Regions from separate parts of the Mus musculus genome. Here region 1 is linked to region 2. Evidence: chromatin contacts called from public promoter capture Hi-C data. All regions are on one chromosome and are shown on one strand. The core of a region is the stretch at or near the end of the contact, and the rest is flanking DNA. Distances in the headings are between cores, read along the strand shown. Region 1 holds the start of Ccdc65 (coiled-coil domain containing 65). Region 2 holds the start of Gpd1 (glycerol-3-phosphate dehydrogenase 1 (soluble)).

Region 1 (4,898 bases), core at 961-3,460, 1.0 Mb after region 2:
TTACAGCCATCTGGGCTACACAAGTCTGTTTCAGTCTCCTGTCTCTCTCCAAAAGAGCGTTAAGATGGCTGATTGAATGGTTTGGAAATCCAGAGTTGCTCTTACCTCTGTGAGGGAGGGCTTCCCGACCTTGTCCAGAGCCTCTGATGTTAAATCAAGGAGGCCAAACTGTTTGAATGAGGCAGTGGACTAGGCCAAAGCACCTACACAGGCAGGTGGATCTCTGTGAGTTTGAGGCCAGCCTTGGCTACATAGCAAGTTTCAGGACAGCCAGAGTTACAGAGTGAGACCCTTCAGAAAGAACAAAATATCCACACGAGAGTCCTCTCGGCTTCTGCCTGGAACTGGACAACCCTGGATAGGTCAGCTTCCTTCTCTGGAACTGAGCCTTCGGATACTGAAATAAAGGCGTGGGCCTGAGTTCAAGTTGCTGGTGATGCTGGCTGCCCCATAGGATTCAGAGCCTCTAAGGTAGGGGAGAAGAGTTACAGCTCAGAAATTCCTTTCTCATCTCAGTGACAGTGATTAGAACCAATAGGCCACGTTTGTCACAGCCTGTGCCTGGTGAAGGCTTGAAGGCTGATTAGGTAGATCCAGCTGTGTAGCTCACACCTGCCACTCCAGCAGTTGGGAAGTTGGGGTAGGAGGGTGGGGAGTTCACGGTTATCTATCCTGTTACGTGTGAGTCTGAGGCCATTATAGGAAAGCATGGCTTTGTCTCAAAAGTAATAATAATAGTAATAACAATAATAGGATACATGACTTTGTCTCAAAATAATAATTAATAATAATAGTAACAGCAGCAGCAATAACAACAATAAATAATAAATAATTCACTAGGCCCATTCTACCTAGGAAGGTCTGGAAGCCATCCCCGCCTGCTCTCTGGAGAGAGTGCATACTTTTTTTTTTTTCCCTTTTTCCTTTTCCTTTTCCTTCTTTTTTCCCTTTTCCCTTTCCCTTTTCTTTTTTCTTTCTTTCTTTCTTTCTTTCTTTCTTTCTTTCTTTCTTTTTTTTTTTGGGGGGGGGTCTTTTTGAGACAGGGTTTCTCTGTGTAGCCCTGGCTGTCCTGGAACTCACTCTGTAGACCAGGCTGGCCTTGAACTCAGAAATCCACCTGCCTCTGCCTCTCGAGTACTGGGATTAAAGGTGTGCGCCACCACGCCCGAGAGGGTGCATACCTTGATGACGCTGTCCTTACAGTCCACCACGCGTTCAAAGGTCTGGCTGAGGATCTCGATGTCTTGGTGAAGCTCTCTGGTCTTCACCTCCCTGAGGATGGTTCTCCACTGCGTGTTAATCTTATTAAGGTTTAGAGCGCTGTTGTGTTCTTCTTTGGCCAACTTGTCCTGAGGGAGGAGTAATCACATGCGTTTCAGCCAAGGCGAAAGGTCCACCTCGGTGCTATCGATACCACGCTGAAAAATACCAGTCCCCGTGTATTCTCACAAACAAAGCCCTTGGCAGCCAACACTCGGGGGCTCCTGTTTGTGGTTTCCAATGAATGGGTTCCCTTCAGGGTGAAGCATCAGAGAAGAGTTTCTAACGACCCCACTCCAGACCCAACCTCAGAATTCAAGACAGCTGAATTTGGACACCTGACAGCATCCACTGTCCTAATTCTGGGGGCTCGGTTGATACTGCCAAACTCAATTCTCCCCTCCCCCATGTTTCACAGAGAATGCCCTAGGCAAAAACCAATGTTGTCTGAAGCCCATGTATTTTGGGACCAAGGACTTCAGAGGGATAGGAAAGGATGAAAATGAGCCTGCCACAAGGACGCGACCCCAGGCAACGGTACCAGTGCATGGGCGGTGGGTTTGGGGGTTTGGGGGTTTGGGCAGGACACACTGCAGACGAGCATCACCTTCAAGAACTGGGTGAGGAGTCTCTCTTTCTTCTTGGCTGCCTCTTCGTCAGCCAGCATCTTTTGCTGAAATATAAGCAGCTGATCTTCCTCGGACAGGGGTGCCTTGGGCAACTTGGGCTTTTTTCCTTTTTTAGACATGGCTGGGCTGCGGACTGGGTCCGGGCAAGGAGCCTCTGCCTGCTGCTACGAGCCACTTGTGAGGAATTAGAAAGAAAAACTTCCCATAGACAGGGAGGGACCTTCTGGAGCTAAGGTAATGGGGCCTTAGACCTCTGTCCTCCACGCCAAGAGTGCTCAGGCGACACCCGACTCCCAGCTGGAGAACAGAAAGACGCATCTTGTCTCCTAGCAACAAGGACCTTCGCTAAGACCGCGGGGTGAGAAATAGGGAGGCAGCATTACTTCAGCGCCCCCTGCATGCCGGAGGACCGCAGTCAGTTCTTTTAAGTAGGCTTTTTTTTTTTTTTTTTTTTTTTTTAAATCAAGAACCCTAGTCTCTCTTAAAAAAATAATAAATGTCTTCAAATAGTTTTTCCATTTTACTTTTTAATTTGGTGTATGCCTGGTTTGTCCACGTGTGTGTCTGAGCACCGTGCGCATGCCTGGTGCCTGCAGAGGTCAGAAGACAGCATCGGATTTCGTAGAACAGGTCAAAACCACTTACACATACATACAAATAATGAGATGGTTCACTGGGTAAGGGAGGTACTGCCAAGCCCAATGGTCTGAGATCACAAGCACCTGGAACCCCAGTTTCAGGAGATCAAAACACGCCTTTCTGGCCTCGGTGGACGCTGCATTAACGTGCACAAACACACATACACATAAAATATTTAAAAATATTTTGTAAATTGTCTCCTTAGTGATAGAGAGATGGCTCAGAGGCAAAGAGCACTTGCCACTCTTGCAGAAGACCTGGGTTTGGTTCCTAGCACCCACATGGGCAGCTCATGACTGTTCATAACTCCAGTCCCAGGGGATCTGACTCCCTCATCTGACCTCTGTGGACATGGGGTAGACACATGGTCCACACATATACATGCAAGAGAAACGCAAATACACATAAATAAATCTTACTAAAAAATTAAGACAGTGTTTCAGTGTAGCCCTGGATGGCCAGAAACTCACTGTATAGATAGAAATCCATCTACTTCTGCCTCGCCCCACATCCCCCACCCCCAGTGCTTGGATCAAATGTAGGAGTCATCACTTCCAGCTTAAATTTGTTTCTCTCTCTCTCTCTCTCTCTCTCTCTCTCTCTCTCTCTCTAAATGTGTGAGTGCTTCATTTGCATGTATACCTGCTTGCCTGAAGAAGGCATCAGACCCCATGACAGATGGTTGTGAGTTGATGGGAATTGAACTCAAGATCTATGGAAGAGCAGCCAGTGTTCTTAACCGCTGAGCCATCTTTTCAGCTCCTTTTTTAAAAAAGATTTATTTATTTATATGTAAGTACACTGTAGCTGTCTTCAGACACTCCAGATGAGGGAGGTTGTGAGCCACCATGTGGTTGCTGGGATTTGAACTCCGGACCTTCGGAAGAGCAGTCAGGTGCTCTTACCCACTGAGCCATCTCACCAGCCCTCTTCAGCTCCTTAAAAAAAATTTTTTTTTAACCCTACTTTTCAAGGGCAAAATCTGTGGCTAACAAAAAGATGTACACCAGTGCACACTCCCTCCTAGGAATATCTGCACCTGAAGCAGCATCGAAGCCCCCAATCACACACTGTGACCTCCAGGCAGCCAGCTGTGCCCTTCTCATGCCTGCTCTTCAGTCTTCTGTCTCTCTCTTGTGTCTCTGTCTGTCTGTCTGTCTGTCTGTTTTTCTGTCTCATCAGTAAGCCAGCTTTTCCTCACTCTGACTCATCCTGGAATTCTTTTCTGTGGTAGACATAGCCAAGAGGACCTGAGTTAGAAGAAGTCCCCATAGCTTCCCCGGAGCCTCCTTAGGCTGCTCTGATCACATCACTGAGCTGTAGTCCCTGCTGGCGGTGACAGTATTATTGTGAATGTTATATGAGACATTTAGGAAAACAAAGCTACAAAGGCAAAAAAGTAGGGAACTGTTGCAACCCCAACGTCTACTAACAGGTACTTGGGTGTTTGTGACACATCCCTTTAATCCCAGCCCTCAAGAGACAGAGGCAGGTGGATTTCTGAGTTCGAGGACAGTCTGGTCTACAGAGTGAGTTTCAGGATAGCTAGAGATACACAGAGAGACCCTGTCTTGAAAAGAGTAGAGGTAGAACCCTTGGGAAGTGATGAAGTTTGGACTACCATGAAAGTGCACTCCCTGGATTGGATCAGTGTCCTTAGAAGAGAAAGAGGCTGGACTGGGAGATAGCTCAGTACTTATGAGCAAGCACTGGCTGGTCTTCTGGAGTACCCAGGATCAATTCTTGGCACCCACAGGACTGCTAACAATCATCTCACTTCTTCTTCAGGCCTCCTCAGGTCCCAGGCATGTTTGTGGTACACGGACATATATGTAGACAAAACAACAACAACTAAATTCAAGAAGAAGAAGAAGAAGACAGAGACAAGTGCTGTCTCTTGGGGTCTTTGAATATACCAGAAGACAGCCTTCCAGGGGTTTCCTTTACAGATTCCAGATCTCTCAGCTCTGTATTAGTAGACTTCTTGGTCTCTAGACTGTAAGCAGTAAGTGCTTGGGCTGGAGAGATGGCTCAGTGGTTAAGAGCACTGACTGCTCTTCCAGAGGTCCTGAGTTCAATTCCCAGCAACCACATGGTGGCTCACAACCAACCATCTGTAATGGGATCTGATGCCCTCTTCTGGTGTGTCTGAAGACAGCTACGGTGTACTTATATATAATAAATAAATCTTGAGAGAGAGACAGAGAGAGACAGAGACAGAGAGAGAGAGGGAGGGAGAGAGAGAGAGAGAGAGAGAGAGAGAGAGAGAGAGAGAGAGAGAGAGAGAGAGAGAGAGAGAAAGAGAGAGAGAGAGAGAGAGAGAGAGAGAGAGAAGTCATTGAAGATGTGTGTGGTGGTGACTACACCACT
Region 2 (4,399 bases), core at 71-2,570:
GGTCAGTGAAGACTGCCAAAGGCAGCCTAGGCCTGGCAGGGGGAAGAGGCCAACTAAGATTTCATCACTGCTGCGTCTTAGGGGCCCGAACTTGGCAGTGGGAGCCCCAGTCTCCCTGCGGACTCTCTGTCCCCCCTTTCTAGGTGAGGAGAATGCCATATGGATTTGACCAAAGACCAAAAGTCCAATGATCAGCCTTCAGATCTGCTAATAACCAGTGAATGAGTAACAGGGTTAGAGTTCAGGGCAGGCAGGAGAAGTTGGACCCCGAGTCCGGGAGCCTGAGAACCAGCCTTTGGTTGCCATGGAGACCCCTCTTTTCCACCTAGCACCTCTAAGGGGTGGTACATTCAGATTCCAGAAAGATTCCAAAAGAGTAATATAGGGGCTTAATGGGGGAGGGGTACTCCAGGCCTAGAGCACCCCGCCTGCTGCTCCACCAAGCCAGCGGGCGCCTACAGTGGCCTCCTCCCCTCCTCTGGGAAGGAGGCACCTCGAAGTCACTTTTGCGTGTTGACTGAGTATACCCTTTCCTTGCCTCGCTCTCTCTCTCTTCTCACATCGAGTTGGAGCTCACCACATTGGGGGGCAGCTTGTGCCCTGGCAGGTATTTAACATTCTCGTGCTGAGTGTTGATGATCTCAGTTAGCTTTCTGCCCCCGATGTCTTCCTCAAACACCCACATGGTCACCCGTGGGTCAAAGTGTGCCAGCCGGCCTGCATTGCTACCCACGATCTTGGCAATGGCTGAGCCCCTGGCGGGAGAGGAAACACAGGAAAGTGGACTAGGGTGACAGGGAGGAGGGGGAGGAACTCATAAAGCTTGTTGGATTTTTTTTTACCTCCTGCCTCTCACTCTCACGTCACTCCGCCCCCCTACTCCCACCCTGGTCCCCTATGATGAATGTGTCTCCCACAACTGGCAATAGAAGATTCAATCTATCCAGTCTTTGCTGCTGGGGAGGTGGGCTAGCCTTCCCTACACCGCGCAGGCAGCTTCTCAGGCAGGGAAGGCAACAGCACTCTGCTCACCTTCCTGTGGTGAACAGGTGCAGCGCCCAGGCGGGCACAGCCGGGAGGCTGGGCACAGACTGTCCTGTGTACCGTAAGCACTGGAGACGGCAGCAGGAGTCCAGCTGGCTCCTGAGGGCATTTCCTACCCTCTGCCCGCTTCCTGCTCACCCAGCCTCCCTCCGCGGAGCCCCTCAGCCCTCGGAGAGCCCTTCCCTCCCCCCCTGCCCTTCACAGAACCACTCACCAGTTGCCAGAGCCGACAATGCAGACTTTCTTGCCAGCCATGGTGCTGCTTGCTGCTTCTCTGCCCCGGCGGGTGTGGGCTCCGAGTATTTAACTCCACCACACGTGGGTGCAGCCAAGCTCCGCCCCTGAGGTGGCCCAGAGGCTGGCACCCAGGGACTAGGAGTCTGGCCTGCAGAAAGGGTAGTAAAGGGGACAGACAGGTGGAGAACAGGACTGAGGCTGAGGCCAGGCCAGCTTTTCCTCTCGAGTTCCCAGCTGACAGTGCTGGCCAGCTTCTTCCCTCGTTTGGCCTCGGCTTAGTTCTCCACCTACGTATTGGTATTGAGTCTGGTCAAGAAACAGTAACACCCCCCCCCCCCCAGCTATCACACCCCCCCCCAGCTATCACACCCCCCCCCCCCAGCTATGCCTTCAGTCTCCAGCACTGAAATAAACTGCAACTGACAGGGCTCGGCATGGTGGTGCATGTCTTTAACCCCAGCGCTTGGGAAGCAGAGGCAAGAGGGTCTCGATGAGTTCGAGGCTAGTCTGTTTCAGAGAGAGAGAGAAAAAAGCACTAGCGTCAGCAACAGCGATGTTTTCAAAGGCAAACGCCTCATCGCTCTCGCTAGCTAGCATGTGCCTCCCCCAGATCCTCAGCTGTTCCACTCCCATGATGTCCCATGATGGTAGCTCCACCACGGGCTCTGGGTGAGAGGATCAAGGGATGTGAGCACCTTCTAGGGAATAATACTACAATACCACATACACAGTAAGGGGCTGCTTTGGTGTATACCCCCACCCCGACCAAGGATTAAAATATCTCGGGAGAAAATGGACATAGTGGTGCACACCTTTAATCCTGGCGTTCAGGAGGCAGAGGTAGGTGAATCTCTGTGTGTTTGAGGCCAGCCTGGTCTACAGAGTGAGTTCCCAGATAGTGGGGGGGGGGGGGTTACATAAAGAAACCCTGTCTTGGAAAACTAAAAATAACAAGGTCATCTTGGTTACTTGCAGGTCAGGGACCCACAGGTTGCCCCTTCACCTCAGATAATCTCCGTTTGAAGGTCTCTAAAGGGAAGGAAGGTCAAAGGCCACTGGTGACACGTGGCCCACCCACACTCCTTCCAGGCTTCAGGAAGGGCAGAAGGTGGTGGCCAGCACATGCTCCTGGATAAGCCTGATCTCCCTTCAATTTCTTCTCTCAGGCTCTGCTTATCCCACAGGGACCCTTAAATTAAACAGCTGGTTACAGTCTCTAGACAGGGCCAGAGAAGCCAGTTACAGCAGCAGCCTCTAAAACTCAAGGGTAGCCATGTCTCCGCAGCTCTGTGGTCTCTGATGCCGGTGTGGGTGTGTAGCTTTGGGGGAGGGGGAGAAAGGCAGGCCCATATCCAGCAGTTTGGGCTCCATGGCACCCACAGACATCTGTTTGACTAAGAGGAGGAACTCGGGTTTCCAAGTCACTCTGGAAAGCGCAGCGCAGGCTTCTCGCCCTCCAGTGCTGCACCTTGACCCACAGGGCAGGCGCCACTGTATGCTCATGTGCAGACCTCCTGGCTTGGCACACCACTAATGGAGTGTTGCCACCCACCCCCCCAGGCTGCCCCTGGCCAGGGACAGTAATCAGCACTAGGTTAGAGGGGAGTGTCACCAATGCCACCAGCGGCGAGGAGAAGTGGGTAGGAGGTCAGGATTGGAAGCATGTCTTTTTCTCAGCTCGGGGATTACACAGAGGCAGCCTATCATGGTCTCGCGGCCAGGCAGTCTCTAATGATGGGGAGAATCACTGAAATCAATCAATAGCTAGTTGTTTTTCTTCTATCAGATTCTGCCTGATGCAGAGCTAGCCTCCCACAGACCTCTCCTTTATCACACTGGCACAGAGATGAAGGCTCCGGTGCCAGGCCGCCAGCTGGGAGCGCTGATTACGAGGGGTGGAAGAGAAAGGATGTTCCTGTCCCTGGCACATATGATAGGAACCCTAAAGAATGGGCATTTATGCCTGAAACGGATCCTTGTTTTTGCTTAAATACTCCCGCCTCTCTTTGCCCCTACATCCTATTAGGCTGTGTGGAGAGACAAAGCACGTGGCCATTCACGAAGGAATAAAGAGAATGCTCGTTAACAGGAAGTTGTCTGTGCCACCAAAGCCTCTCCAAGAGCAGGCTGTGCCGTATCTGCTTGGAATTGATGATTCATCGGCCACTCATTACACGTGCAATTAGCCTGGGTAAAAACAGATGCCAGCTCAGTCACCCGCTCTCTCTAGACCCAGTGATTACACCTTTTTTTTAACCCTCTCAACTCAGAGAAGCCAGGATGTTCTAGATTGGCAGCAGACAGACAACACTACTCAGCAGACCCCCAGCTGCTCAGTGGGTAAAATTTTATTCACTTTTTTGTGAAATAGTGCCTTTGTAATCCTGGCTGGCCTGGAACTCAGAGACCCTCCCGCCTCTGCCTCCCTAGCGTGGAGATTAAAGGCATGTATCAATGTACTGATGAGTAAGATTTTTCAGCTGACTACAGGATGTGGCAGTGGCTCATCCAATGTTCCACACTTTCTTGGGCAGGAGTGCAGTAGGAGGTTGTGAGCCCCCTGGTGGAAGCAGGTAGAACTGCAGGCATTGCCTGCTTTTCCCAAGGAGCATCTCTGATGTCTGAGCAGCCAGCTAGGCAGCCCTATCTACTCAACACAGGACTAAAGCGGCCATCCACACTGGGTTTAAGAACAGACTTCTTAGCTGGGCATGGTGGCGCACGCCTTTAATCCCAGCACTCGGGAGGCAGAGGCAGGCGGATTTCTGAGTTCGAGGCCAGCCTGGTCTACAAAGTGAGTTCCAGGACAGCCAGGGCTACACAGAGAAACCCTGTCTTGAAAAAAAAAAACAAAAAAAGAACAGACTTCTTACACTGGGCGCTGTAATGGCACACATCTGTAATCTCCACTTGGGGAGAAGGAGGCAGTTGCATAGTAAGTTTACGGTCAGCCTTGGTTACATACACAGGAATACAACACAAAGAGAACCCTGCTATCTTGGGGCTGTCCGTGGAACCTGAAAAGCATGAGGTTGATGGGTTTGTATGGGAAACAGAGAAACCTGCTGTCACCGGGGCCTTGGCAACAGCTGGATGGGCATGCACCCTAGGGAGAACA

What was found. Promoter capture Hi-C pulls out the DNA fragments that hold promoters and counts their contacts.
Region 1: a promoter capture Hi-C map of liver shows a contact between it and region 2, with 2.4 times the contacts expected there. The contact joins the promoter of Ccdc65 here to the promoter of Gpd1 in region 2. A contact is called at or near these places in 2 of 39 promoter capture datasets (both in liver).

Annotation. Positions count from the first base shown.
Region 1 is chr15:98,705,506-98,710,403 of GRCm38.p6, reverse strand. It overlaps Ccdc65 (coiled-coil domain containing 65), which reads right to left and starts at 2,210. Exons shown (of 8, transcript NM_153518.2): 1 at 1,868-2,210; 2 at 1,182-1,349. The coding sequence starts at 2,008.
Region 2 is chr15:99,714,508-99,718,906 of GRCm38.p6, reverse strand. Gpd1 (glycerol-3-phosphate dehydrogenase 1 (soluble)) reads right to left here and starts at 1,320. Exons shown (of 8, transcript NM_010271.3): 1 at 1,259-1,320; 2 at 578-755. The coding sequence starts at 1,299. Gm16537 (predicted gene 16537) reads left to right here. Exons shown (of 3, transcript NR_155353.1): 3 at 3,068-3,373.